3 separate regions of the Mus musculus genome follow, and regions 2 and 3 are each linked to region 1. The links are chromatin contacts, called in public Hi-C and promoter capture Hi-C maps. All regions are on one chromosome and are shown on one strand. Each heading gives the region's core, a stretch centred on a gene start, on an enhancer-like site or on the middle of the called end of the contact. The rest is flanking DNA. Distances are from core to core; before and after follow the strand shown. Region 1 holds the start of Zpbp (zona pellucida binding protein). Region 2 has its middle 83 kb from the start of Gm12002. Region 3 holds the start of Grb10 (growth factor receptor bound protein 10).

Region 1 (4,529 bases), core at 789-3,288:
GTTGCATTTCTTTTCAAATCTGACACAGTTATGTCTGTCTTCAAGTCCTTTCACAGAGGGCATGTTCATTTTCTGTAAGAGGTTACTGTAGTGCGGGTAATCTGGATGCTCAATAGCCTTTCCTTCTGAGAAGATGAACCTTCTAGGGATACTGATCTTCCCAGGCATGGTCTTGACCTCCATATCCATGTACTGTCTCATCAGTTTTGAGGATTATGAATTAAATTCCTTTGTTTTTTTTTTTTTTTTTTTTTTTTACCATTTAACTATTAAAAACCCATATTTCCAGTAATGGAAGATTAGGATTAATCCACCATAAAATTAATTCAATTTTCTAAATGTTAGTCATTTAAAAAGTCTTAAGGTAATTTTTTTCTGCTGAAAGGGAGATAGGCCAGTATAGAAATAGGACATAATAATAATAATAAAAAAACACAAAAAGAGCCTTTGCTGCTTGGCAACAGGTAGAACCATAGCTCACGGAACTACTTATTATGTACATCATAATGGAATTCTTTAGGCAAACCACAGAAAAAAGTCCTAGTAATATTTCCATTATACCTTTTTCTCCAATGCTCAGGAAACCAATACACACACACATGCACACACACACATGTATATGTAAAAATTTAACATGTTCATATTTTGTGGGCAAGATAGTAACTGAAAGAATATACTGAAGTTGATGTAGTGAATACATATACAGTCTCTCTCTTTCATATATACTCTCTCTCTCTCTCTCTCTCTCTCCTACACACACACAAACACACACACACAAACACACACAAACTAGAAATAACTTTTCGGGTTGGAATAAATTATAAACATTGGTATATGTTTAATTTAAATACGCTAACAAGGAAGATATAGTATACTGATTTTTAAGAAAAATAATTCATAAATCATAGCCAATGTAAAAGTCCATTCTTAAATGCCTTAAATTATCTGCAGTTTCTTTAAGTTACCACAATTCTTAGAACGAAAACAATGAGGTATTTATGTTATTTCAGTAAATGGCAGCATAAAAAACGATCTATTTTAAACGATAAGCATAGCAGTCCACTTAAGAGCTGTTTTTTAACTAGACAATTTGGTTTTGCATGAAAATTGCAACTAAGTTTAATTATTACAATCCGAAGGGTAATAGCTCACACCTCCTTAAATAAAGAAGGTAAGCTTCTACAAGAGTCAGGTATAGAATATTTAAATCAGATCAATTGTATGATAGTAAGGATAAGCAGAATGTAGCCACGACCACCTATGATGATGACTGAAAATTTGCAATATACAACAAAACAAGCAATAACGTTGAAATAAATGGGTAAGTTTTCAGCATAAGGTCCTGGACAGTTTATCCAAAACACGAAGGTCAGTAAGTTTTTACTCCACTCCGTATTACCCATCTCTTCATATTAAAAGTGAAAACATTTAACAGCCTGCTTCTAGTGTTTCTATATATTTGTATAAAATTTATTTTTATCCTAGTTGGACTATCATTAAATCCTTCCAAAGGCAGAAAAGATGTATGATTCTTTCAATTTAAATACATTCTCATTCTAAACGGTCCGTGAGCTGGTTCTTTATGTTTTCCTGAATCCAAGTTGAGGATGATCTTCCAAGCCGAGTACTGCATGAAAGTCAATGTCATCTAAGGTCTATTTCCTCCATTTTCCCATCATGCCACTTTTTAAGGCAATACCTTTAATTTCTCCTAGGTGTTCACTGCATGCATTTTCTATTAAGTCCCACACACTGATAATGCACAATCGTTCGCATTACAACAGTCAGGAACTTCATGCATTGGCATTACTATAGCCAGGAAGTTTATGAGAGGTGTACATTCATTAAGTCATCCGTTCTCAGGATCTGCTGCCATTAGGCACCTAAAGGCTGAAACTCAATCCACTGCTAAGGTAATAAGAGGGGCTTCTCCTCTGCACACAGACACCACGGGAAGGCAAAGGTTAGAACTTTGCGACACAAGATTCTTCTCGCTTTGGAATCTCAGACCAGCCAGGTTCTGGAGGGTTTCCTTAGTGGTGCGGGGCCTCGAAGTCAAGGGAGCCCCTAGGGGATCGACCTCTTGCCTCCCATGTGTACCCAAGCTGGGTCCCAAGCTAGCACACCTCCCGCACATCACCCGAGCGGAAGTGGCGCGTCCGTCGGTCCGTCCTTCCGGCCTGCCGTCTGCCAACTTCCGGCGGCGGGTGGGCGCGCGCCAGGTAACGACCTTCTGCGCCGAGGCTCGGCCGTCGGCGGCGTGTGGATGGAGGCCTTGGCCCCGGGCCGGGCTCCGCGGGGCCGGCGGCGGGCCGGGGCCTCGGGCTCCGTGCTCTCGCCGCTGTCGCTGGCCGCCGTCCTGCTCTGCGCCTTGCTGCGGGCGCCCCCTGCAGGTGAGGCTCGGCGCCGCATGGCGGGAGCTCTGGCTGCCGCGGCTCCTCACGAGAATTGCGTTGGCCCCGTGTCACGTGACTCCGACTACACAAGGACACCCTCTCTGGCAGGGACAGCCCCAGTGAGCCTAGTTTTGTGTAGGAATCTTGAAAACTACATTTGCATAGAAAAGACCTCTGTGGGCTCGTGAAGGAGGCCCTGCTCCAAGAGATTATCCGAACTTTAAAAGTGCCTTAATAAAACTTCAGTTCGTGGGTCATTGCCAGCCGTGTGTTTCAGAGCGAGTCTATGTAGCTCTGTATAGTACTGAATTTGTGCTGTGAACCTAGTGAGCTTTTAGACCATCCTTGATAGTGCAGCGCCCTCTGTTGGTTCTGGATGTAAAATGCAGGGTGTAGTTGGAAACACGTATCCTAGTTTCAAAAATATATATCGGAGAAAGAAATGAGCGCTTACTAGATTGGCTTTTTAGCTAGCAAGGTTTGGTCTCTCTCCCTCTCCCTCTCTTTATGTTGAAATTGTAGACTTACTAGCAATAATCTGTGTCCCATAGATCCTAAATGTACTAAAGGTACATTTGTCAGAGTTAAAGTTTATTCAAATAAGAGAACTATAAAGTAACCAAGGATACAGATGTAGAAGAAGTGTGAAGAAAGGGATACTGTGGTTAAAGGAAAGAAATGGGGCATGCTTACTAGTTTTTTATTTTTTTTTTAACTTGACACAATCTGTAGTTACCAGGGAATAGGAAACCTCAATTGAAGATTTGACTATCAGATTGACGTATGAGCGGTCTGTGGGGGTATTTTTCTTAATTGCTTTTGATGTGGGAGGGGCCGGTCCTCTGGGAGGTGGTGTCATCCCTGGGCAGGTGGTCCCAGGCAATGTCAGAAAGCAGGCTGAGCAAGCCAGAGGAAGCTAGTCGGTAAGCACTATTCCCCCGTGCTTCCGCTTAGCCTGCTGCCTCCAAGTCTGGGTTTGAGTCCTGGATGCCTTTGCTTTCCTGGATCGGAAAGAGAGGCCCCTTGGTCTTGCAAACTGTATATGCCTCAGTACAGGGGAACGCCAGGGCCAAGAAGTGGGAGTGGGTGGGTGGGGGAGTGGTGGGGGAGGGTATGGAGGACTTTTGGGATTGCATTGGAAATGTAAATGAAGAAAATACCTAATTAAAAAATGTAATACTAAAACAAAGCATAACAAAACAAAAAAGGAGAGAAATAACCTGCCAGGGGAAATCAGTCCTCACTAGTCTTCTCCCAGGTTGATTTGGGGCGTGGTGTTTATCACAGGCACAGAAAGGAAGCTAGGATGGGGAGAGGGATATAAAAGATTACTCTCATCGAACACTAAAGTTCAAGTGATGGGCACAAAGAGTCCTGTGAGAATAGATTGTCTAATTATTCTGCGTGAAAAAGATGGAGTTGAGTATGGCTCTTGGCCTCATACGTGGTAATGAAATTTGTGTTTTTGTTTAAAAACATTGCCTGACTTTCCTTTTTTTTGATAAGGTCTATCAAAAACAGGATAAGCTTTTAGTATCTTAACATGTAAACTGTGACTGGTAAAGGCTGTAATTACATAGCACTTCATATCTCCGATGATAATTCTATAAGGCTGCAATTGTCAGTCTCATTTTGCAGATGAAAACCCTTAGACTTGAAGTTTAAAGTAACTTTCCTGTGGCAGAATTTGCATTTAAACTCCACTGCGGCCTTTAATGCCATAGTCTCTCCTCTTTACCTGCTGCTATTGAGGCGATTTGGGAGTAACACTTTACAGTCATTGTATTGCATTCTCTACCTCTTCTGTTCACAACATCACACTATCATAAATGCTCATTCAACAACGAATGAAGACTATCAGGAAGTGTTTCAAAATCATTGTCTTAATAGTTTTCATGTTATAGGTGTAGTGCTTGCAAAGGATTCTTGACTTAAACACTGATGCTTCTATCAATGGAGTTTGGACCAAGGAAAGTCTTCCATGACCATCAATTAATGAGGTCATGCAGGAAGTCTGAGGGAGGAGGGGTTTGTGATATGGGCCCTGTAAGGTGGGAGACTATGGTAAGTCAGCACAGAAAGGCTGGGCTAAGATTTATAAGGGGTAAGCCACAACTATATGGAATTCTTTAA
Region 2 (4,529 bases), core at 666-3,165, 770 kb before region 1:
TAATTCTTTTTTTTTTTTTTTTTTTTTTTTGTTATAGCAGAATTCCGCTGTCACGGAAGAGGGGATTAGTTCAGCCACCAGGTAGAAGGAAAGGTCCAGAGGACTAAGGACAGGAGATTCTGAAGACCCAAGGAAGCTGAAGGCTAGCATGACAGATGCTCTTGGGGCAGGGAGGGATGAAGAGTTGTGGAGAAAGCAAGCATCCCAAATCACTGCTGTGCTCTGTCTCCTCTCAAGGCTCTGTCCTCAGAATCTACCCCTGAGCCCAGGAGTGCAGAAGCACTTGGTACACTCGTATCCTCCTTTCTATTTTTCTCTCCTTTCCTCTTCCCTTTCTCCTTTCTATCTTCCCCTGTCCCTCATTCCTTCTTCCAACCATCATCCCTCCTTCCCTTCTTTCCTTCCTTGGTGTCTTCCTTTCCTCTTCCATCTCTCCTTCTTCCCATCTAACACTAGAAGAGCTTCTCAAAGTCGGAATCCCCGATGGGTGCTGGAGACAATTACAAATTAGTGTCTCTCCCTTCCAGTAAGCCTGCTGGCAAGTAGCCACATGGAAATGCCAATCAAGAGTGTAACAAGTATCCTGGGGGAGAAAAGATGTGGGCCAAAGATTGGAGGTTCTTCTTCGTGGGTGGTCAGGGTAGAAGCCCCTCAAGTGAGCATCAAGAGAGAGGCTTTTTTCCAGGTGAAAGGAGCAGGGGATAGCCAGAGGGCTAGGGGAGCCTGGGCTGCTCAGGGTTCTGTCTGCGGGAGACTCAGATTTTCAGATTTGAGGTTCTGCACCAGGGCTCTGTTCCATTGCAAAGACATTCCTAGGGCTAAGTGCTGCCACCCACTCCTGTGTTCCACTAGAAATACAAATGTGTTCAAAGCGGAAAGATCAAGAAGCGATTAACTATGCTGGCACCTGCTCATGAGTGGTTTGGCCATGAGCCCAACTGGGGTGTGCGCCGAGTGAGTGCAGGTGGCAGCAGCTTGCCTCACACTGCCTGGCATACTCCTCTGAAGAAAGCAATGCACTGTGATTTTGGGGCTTGCATCTGAGACCCTTCCTCCGGTTGCGGAGGCTTGAGATTCATGAGACAGGAGGAAGTGGGCTGTCAATCAAGGATAGGACCACTCATTGCTCTCCACCTTGTCTCCGAACCCAGCCTCACCAGGTCTTTGAAAGCAACAGTGTGGGCCCTGTCACCACCTTCATACCCTGACTCTGACTGGAGTTGAGCTGGCCTTGGCGTAGGTCTGGCTAGTGCCCCCTCCACTGAGCTGTAGCCTTTCAGATTGGCTGCTGCTCCTCTGCTTCTGTGCACTCGAAAGCTTGAGCAGCTTTCATTTCTCTGAAAATACCATGTGGGTTCATTCTACTGTGCTTTATTAGAACATCTATTGATCCTCCAAAACCCAGCCACCTCCCAAGAAAAGCCACTTATAGCCACTTAGTCCTCTGTGGAATGTGGTGCTTCTTGTTACCATGCTCATTTCTCAATGGAGTCTATTGGTGTTTGTGACCCGGAACTCTCTGGGCCTCATTCATGTGGGAGCGTCAAGCCTGAGAACACAGGACTGATGCCATGGGCAGAGTCTGCCCCAACGAGACTGGCAGCAAATTCTAAGTACAAAACTCCTGAAGACTTGCTTGGCCAATGGCTCGTGGGCAAATGCCCAAGAGAGGGAGACTGCAGTGTTCCTGCAAGGCAGCTCAGAGTCCTTGGAGAGACTCCAGGCTGCAGGGATGGCAGTGGCCAGGGAAGGGACGAAGAATGGGCTCTTTGGAAGGTTTCCAACTCAAGGGTACAGCTGGCCAAGCCCCAGGTTGGGCAGAGAGCCACTGGCACCGGGGATAAGGAGTTGGCTGAGGTGGGGCTTAGAACAAGATGGCTAGGAGCCACTCAGACTAAGGCTGTGTGAATGCTGAAGCCACTGGGAGTCAGGGGTGAGTCACACATGAGTAAGAAAGGCTCAGCCTGGAAAGCAGATTGCAGTATGCCCTTAAGTCATGATTCTATTTCAGAGAGCTGAAGTCCTCCTCCGATGGCACCACGACATTTACCATTCCAGATCTTCCTGAGTGACATCATGGATATTGGACAAAGCAGCAACATTTTCTGAGTGATAGCAACAGTGGGCTTTTTAAGCCGCCTTCTGTCAGGTGGATCTGAGGAGCTACCAAGGCCCTATGACATCTTTGACCACACAGGAGCTAAGGGGTCAGCTGCCAGAGCCCACCATTCTCCTCTGCCTTCATTTGCTTTGCTCTTTTCTCCTTCGTTATACAATCAGGAGTAAGTAACTTAGTAGGACAAGTAACTAGGGGCCGCTTAAGCATTGCCATGATTCAGCCATGTGGAGTCCACAGGGGCTTCCTGAATCTATCAAATAGCCAAGTCTTGGTCTCATCAGTTCCCTCCTTCTACCAGTGGAGGCTCAGGGACATAAAATGACACTTGAGCTTACTCTAAGGCCCAAATCTGACTCTCCTCTTGTCCATTATACCCCAGGAAGTACTCTAGTCCCAGGAGGAAAAAACTGTTTCTCATTGGTTAGAACCAAGGCTGTGCCTGAGCAGTGCATATTTCAGCCTGAATTATAGCTGGTCTGAGAAGGGTAGGCAGATTCAGGATCCCTGAACCAGAAATCTCCTGGGGCAGGGATCCACCCCATAATCAGCATCCAAACGCTGACACCATTGCATACACTAGCAAGATTTTATCGAAAGGACCCAGATGTAGCTGTCTCTTGTGAGACTATGCCGGGGCCTAGCAAACACAGAAGTGGATGCCCACAGTCAGCTAATGGATGGATCACAGGGCTCCCAATGGAGGAGCTAGAGAAAGTACCCAAGGAGCTAAAGGGATCTGCAACCCTATAGGTGGATCAACATTATGAACTAACCAGTACCCCGGAGCTCTTGACTCTAGCTGCATATGTATCAAAAGATGGCCTAGTCGGCCATCACTGGAAAGAGAGGCCCATTGGACACACAAACTTTATATGCCCCAGAACAGGGGAACGCCAGGGCCAAAAAGGGGGAGTGGGCGGGTAGGGGAGTGGGGGTGGGTGGGTATGGGGGACTTTTGGTATAGCATTGGAAATGTAAATGAGCTAAATACCTAATAAAAAATGGAAAGAAAAAAAAAAAAAGAAATCTCCTGGGGACCTTGGTCCCTCACTAAAACCTCCTCGTATCCAAGCATCATCCATCAGGACTGCTAGGCCCTGGGATGATCTGGTCTCTGCATTTTTTTGATGCATCTGAGCAATAAGGACATCACTTCTTGCATACCTTGCCTGAGAACTAGGAAAGACAGGTACGATACAGACCCTAGTACAAACGAACATTCCTGAGCATCTGAAATTGAGACCTGAAGAGTGCCCAAGGAAAGGGGTGAAGCATGACTTGAGAGGAGGCTTTCTAGGCCCCACCAGGCCTGGGCCTCCCTACAAGGGGCTTCTGGCTATGGAGATACTGACTCTGCTTGCCTGGTGCTTATGGCTGTAACCTTAGGCTGGGAAGCTGCTAGCAACATCCTAGGACTACAAGGCCTGGGGTGAGGCTGAGCAGGGAGAGAGTCGGAGCATCCAGCTCTCTTCACGTGTGCTTGCTCGCTCAGCTTTATTCCCAAGCAGAAACTCAGCCACAAGACAGAGCATTGTGGGAAATGCAAAGCAGTCCTGGCCAGTCTGCCTGCTCACTTACAGATGAGATAAAGGGCAAGGTTTACCTCTGAGGGCACAAGCAGCAACCTTACTGAGTGAGGGCCAAGTGTGCTGGCTGTGAGTCTGTGTCTGGTCCCCTGTCACTTACAGAATCCTCAGGGACCAACAGGCAGCAAGCCTGGCTGCGGGTGTGAGCCCCTACGGGATGTGGCAGTGCTTCCTTGATGGGCTCTCTGCCAGACACAGGGAAGAAGGCCATCTCTCTTCCAGACATAGCCGTCCCAGACTGTCCCCTGTGGTGGACAGCATGGCAGCATGCCCGAAAGGTTCATTTTCTTTTCTCCGTTTGGTCCAGCTTTTCTTTATTAAGCAAGGAGTGATTTTATCATGTGAATAATCGGCAAGAACGGTTGCTGTGTACAATTCCTTCAAAACCTTTTGTCACTTAAAATTATTACTATTTTTGAGACGGGATCTGGCTGGTTGTTACACTCACTTGCACTCCCAGTCTCAAGTGATCTGCTTCAGTCTCCTGAGCAGCCAGGGCTCCAAACACTTGCCCCAACTCATGGCTCTGTTTTGTTTTCTTAGACACAATGGCCCTACTGACCTGCAGGTCATAATGTAGACCATGCTGCCTTCAAACTCACAGACATGCATCTGCCTCTGTTTCCCAAATATTGGTGCTAAAGGAATGTGCCACACTATACCCAGGCTCCTTTTCTTCTTTTAATCATAGATATTTGTAGCACACATTCATTGCATAAATATAGTGTAAAATGATCAAGGTAGGTGAATCAGCATTGCTTTATGTTAGACACCTTCAAATCCTGTCTTCTGATTCTTTATAAAATGTACAATAAATTGTAAGC
Region 3 (4,529 bases), core at 864-3,363, 580 kb before region 1:
GCCTTAACACCCAAGTCTAGTTCATATATTACTCCTTTGGGAAGTTTGTGAGCTACAAAGCCATCCTGTCTTGCCCAGGAGGCTGGGTTCTCCAGGCTCATTTATACACTGCTACCCTTACAATGTGTGAGTCTGTAATACCTCTGCTGGGGAATGTGTGGGCAGGGGGCGCTGGGAGTCTGGATATGAGATGGAAGTAGTGTAATCTGCTCACAGAACTGGCCAGGGCCTCCCTCGACACTGGAGCTAACTGTAACCCTAAGGCTACAGCAAGAATAAGGCAAAAACCTTTGTTCAGAACGCTGCTATATGGGTCTACAGGGATCCAGGAAATTTGGGGGTGAAGGCCTGTCCAGGGCTTTGACATCAAGAAAATACTTGACATTTATCTCCATACCATTCTAGTTAGTAGTAATGCCTGAGAAACACAGATTAAACTTTCCACCTAGATCACTGGACTGGTCTTGTAAGAAAAAGCAATGCTCTAAATTATCAGATAAACTGAGGGGGAAAAAAAGTTTAAACCTAGATTAAATACACGTTTTGTACCAATATAAATCTGTGGATTTGAAAGGTATGTGGTTGTTATATAAGAAAACATCTCCATGTTTGGAAAGGCAACATCAATATGTAGAGGGCTGAAGGGTCCACACTGTTTGGAACTTACCAACAAATCGATTCAGGGGGGAAAAGTATTGCGAAAGTATGTAGAAACTTTCAAACCTCTGTAAAAGTTCCCTGACCCGACAGGCTTTGTGTCCGGTGCAGTATGGATCGTTGGTGAGACCCTGCAGGAAAACTGTAAAGTTTGAAGCCAATCAACTTGGGAAAAGTTAGCCCAGTTTTCTCTGCTTCGGTTCGCTTTTGAGTCCTTTGTCTACAAAAGACTTCTTGTGTTCCTTTCCCCGGGAATCTAAGACTTATTCACATCCTTTTCTCTGGATTTTCACCTTGTAGGTTTCTGAGTCTTGGACCAACGGCCAGAAATAAGAGTGAGTGTTCAGTTATAGGAAAGGAAAAACTTTTCATTGATTACATCAATCTGAGGTCGGAAAAACCACTGTTAAAAGCAAGAGGTACCGAGCCGTGCTCAAAAAGAGCGTCGGACAATGCACACAGCACAGCTTTCAAATCTTTGCCTTGCTGTGAGCCCACTCCCAGCTTCTCGACTTTCTAGAAGTTACTTTTAAGAAGTTACTTTTTAGGCTCAGTCTCTCTACTTTCTACAGTTGTTCTAGGAACAAACCTCAGAGGCCTGAGTGAGGGAGAAGAAGGAGAATTCACAAATGTTTCACACCACGTGTCTTCTCAACTACGGTGATTTACGGTCAGGGCTGCTTTTACAAAGCCGAAACTCAAGAAAAAGGTGTAATTATTGGTAGCCTATCTGTACTAGAAAAGCGACACAACATTAAGAATTATTTCGAAGGGGCCGATCAAATTAGCCCGTTGCCTTTTCGTGGGTCACTTTAGAAACCGGGCACGGCCCGTCTGGGCTTTACTTTCACGAGGGCCCCACTTCAGAGGTAAAGGACACGAGGCTTGCTCGGCTGCCTCAAGAAAACAATGAAGGGCCTCTCAGGCTTCCCTCCTTCGGCTACTCACACGCAGCTGGCGAAACTGAGGCTGAGAAAGGTGAGGCTCGGACCCGACCCGCCGTGAGCAAGCCCGAGTTTCCTTGTCCGGGCCCGGGGCTGCCCACGACGGTGTCGGGCGGCCGCAGCCCAGGAAGAGTTTGAACTGTGCGGTTGGGGAGTACTTTCTGAGTTTCGAACAATTCCCTTCCGAATGGCCCTCGGGACAGGTCCGGTCGGTCTTCCGCCGGCGCGGCCGCGCACCGGGGCGGTGGCGTGGCGCCGGGGGTCCCGCGCGCTGCAAGCATGGTGGGCGCGCTCCCGCCCGGGCGGGAGAGCATCGTGCCACGCCAACCCCGCGAGCCCGCGCCCCCCGCGCCACGCCCTGCGCCCAGGCCGCGGCTCCTCCCGCGCTGGCGGCCGCCGAGCGGTCCGGGCGGCGGCGGGAGGAGGAGCAGGAAAAGCGGCCGGGGGAGGAGGAGGCGGAGGCGGCGGCGGAGGCGGGGAGGGCGGGCGGGGCCCGGAGAGTTTAAAGCCCATCGAGGGGGTGGGGTGCGGGGAGGCGGCAGGAAGGGAAGGGCGCTGCGACCAGTGGCGGGCGGGATTCGCGTTCCGAGACCCACGGGAGCACGAAGTTTCCGCGCACCGTCTCACGCACGGCGACTGGGACCGTCCAGTGTCCGGCTTTGCCTTCGGTTTTTCTCCGTTGTGACTCGTGCAACGTGTGGCCAGCGGCCACGCGGAGGCGACGAGGAGCTGCACGTCAGGTAGGAGTTGGGCGGGGAGCCGCGGCAAGTTACTTTTGTGGTCCGCGCCTCGCGGGGCCCGGCGGCCGGGCGGCTCCCCGCGCCGTCATTGTCTGCGCTCGGGGCCGCCCGCGATCGGGACGCGGGGCCCCGCGAGGCGCGGCGGGCGGAAGGGCGTCGCCTTGGGGGGTCTGGGGGGCTGCGGCGCCCCGGGCCCCCGGCGGGGCGGCACGGGATGGCGGGACGGGGCGGCGGGCGCGCGGCTGCGGCGCCCCGCAACGCTCTCCCCTGCGCTCCAGCCCACGGGGGGAGGCGCGGGGCCCCGAGCGGCACATTCTTGAGCCGTCTTGTCCGACGGCGACGGCTCGGGGGGCTCGGGCGGGGGCTGCGGTCACGGCCGCGCTTTCAGGGGCCACCGCCCTGGAGGAGGGTGGGCGCCCGGGGGTCACCGGAGAAGCGGGTGCTCCCGCTGCGCCCCGGGCCTCGGCGCGCGCGCCAGGCGGACCGGGCAGCGGTGCCAGACACTCCCAAGTCCCAAGCGAGCGCGGCCCGGACCGCGGCCCGAGGTTCCGTACCCCCCCACACACACTCCCCAACCCCCACCCCTTTCTTTCTTCGGGTCTGTTAGTGGCCCCGCTACCCGTCGCTGGGGCCTAACACCAAGTTTGAGGGCTCACGAACTAGCAGCCCGCCAGCGGTGGAAACGTGATAAGAGCGGTACCGTTTGCAGAAGGAAATTTCTGATGCAACTCTCTGCCTTTGCTGATTGCCTCTCCAAACGCCTGCCTGGCGAGGGCCTGCGGCATGTGCGTTATGGAAATTAGGGTATTCTTCACTTTGGAAAAAAAAATGTATTTGTCTTTTCTTGGCGTTGGAAGAAACCCCGCGAACTTCTTTTCATTTGCTTTGACCGAAAAGTAGGAGAGCCACAGGTGATTTTTACAAGGCTCTAGTCCTTTAGGATGTTTTTGAAAAACTCTTTTTTTGTAACTGTTTCATTCAAGAGATGCAAAGAATAAGTCCAAAACAAGTAGCATTAGTGAGTAAATATGTGTTATTGCACAACTTTCCCTTTGCGGCTGTTTAAAAGGCCAGGCCCAGAAGACTTTGTTTCAGAAAATGCTGATTCAGCCATTTGGAGCCCCTGAGTTTCAGAAATGGTGCTCAATTTAACGTTTCGCCCTGCTTTACCAGAACTCCAGTCATTAAAATTCCCCCCCCCACCCCCCGCACCCCTGCGGGCACACACTAAGGCTAATATTTTAGTGAGGTTCCTATTTTACAGAAGTGGACCTCGAGTTCTGGATTTCTGCAGCTGAGGGAATTGTGTAAGGCAAAGGATGAAGGAGTCTGAGAGTATTTCACCAAGAGTGCTGCGGTCAAATGTGCTCCCAGGAATGAGTCTTGCCTACCAAATTTTGATCTTAAAAAAAAAATCAAAACTTTAAGATTAGTGAACATACTTTTTTTGAGTTTTACTGGGAACCTTTGAAAGACTGGCACGGGCCAGTCGCCACATTACAGGGAGGGAATTTGAGGACAGACGGAGTTGCAGCCCAGCAGGCATTGCCGTAACTGAGAAGTGTAGCCACTGATCCTTAGGTAGCATTTCGCAGTTTACAAGGCACTTTCAAAAGCCCTGTTGCTTTTTATCCACTTTGTGGTCCCCACGGTCCCCATTTCACAGGTCTGGAAACCAAGGCTCAGGATGTTAACTGGTATGCCCTGGGCCGTACCAGCTAACAAAGGACAAAGCTCGGGGGAGACCTCCCGAGCTTTACACGTCTGCAAAAGCACGTCCACTTCTAGAAGAAATGGTGTGGAGGAGGGACACCCTGCCTGACACACAGCAGAGCAAATGGAGGACGGGGCCTGGTTTCTTAGACCAGTCGCTCCCAGCCCTCCAAGATTAATGCCACGTAGACCAAGCAATTATCACTGGGTTTTTTCTTCTTCTTTTTTATACTTACATACTCATTTATTTGGAGAAGAAACTTCAATGTTCATGAAATCATGAGTTTGATATGGTAACTTTGTTCATTATAATTAAATTAAAATGTTGTGTGGCCCCTAAATCACTACCTACTGCACATTACTTGGCCTGTATTGCTTGTGAGGCAATATTGGGTTGGTCAAAGTGGATTTTGTAGGTGAACTAGGGAGCCAGAAAGCAGGGCAGATTTTTGGTGGCTAATTGTCTGGGACTTTA

The links. Promoter capture Hi-C pulls out the DNA fragments that hold promoters and counts their contacts. Hi-C and Micro-C count contacts between places; a contact is called where the count stands out from the background.
Region 2: a Hi-C map of muscle stem cells shows a contact between it and region 1, with 4 times the contacts expected there. The contact joins the enhancer-like site here to the promoter of Zpbp in region 1. A contact is called at or near these places in 5 of 39 promoter capture datasets (embryonic stem cells, frontonasal cranial neural crest, hippocampal neurons and 2 more), 1 of 484 Hi-C or Micro-C datasets (muscle stem cells) and 1 of 9 other capture datasets (adipose tissue).
Region 3: a promoter capture Hi-C map of embryonic stem cells shows a contact between it and region 1, with 4 times the contacts expected there. The contact joins the promoter of Grb10 here to the promoter of Zpbp in region 1. A contact is called at or near these places in 14 of 39 promoter capture datasets (the C10 cell line, cranial neural crest, embryonic stem cells and 8 more), 4 of 484 Hi-C or Micro-C datasets (embryonic stem cells, nephron progenitors and rod photoreceptor), 4 of 115 datasets of contacts at active chromatin or transcription factors (astrocytes, embryonic stem cells, large pre-B cells and 1 more) and 4 of 9 other capture datasets (adipose tissue, embryonic stem cells, liver and 1 more).

The regions. Positions count from the first base shown.
Region 1 is chr11:11,459,928-11,464,456 of GRCm38.p6, reverse strand. It overlaps Zpbp (zona pellucida binding protein), which reads left to right and starts at 2,038. Exons shown (of 8, transcript NM_015785.2): 1 at 2,038-2,393. The coding sequence starts at 2,093. It overlaps Spata48 (spermatogenesis associated 48), which reads right to left and starts at 713. Exons shown (of 9, transcript NM_001347068.1): 1 at 1-713. The coding sequence starts at 201.
Region 2 is chr11:12,228,952-12,233,480 of GRCm38.p6, reverse strand. No RefSeq gene overlaps it. Among named protein-coding and RNA genes, the nearest start is that of Gm12002, 83 kb to the left of the region's middle. Within about 2 kb of position 1,915, at least 97 of the 459 cell types and tissues checked have an H3K27ac peak or open chromatin away from gene starts, as enhancers often do. A contact at or near this core is called in muscle stem cells, where this site is marked.
Region 3 is chr11:12,035,004-12,039,532 of GRCm38.p6, reverse strand. Grb10 (growth factor receptor bound protein 10) reads left to right here and starts at 2,113. Exons shown (of 17, transcript NM_010345.4): 1 at 2,113-2,341.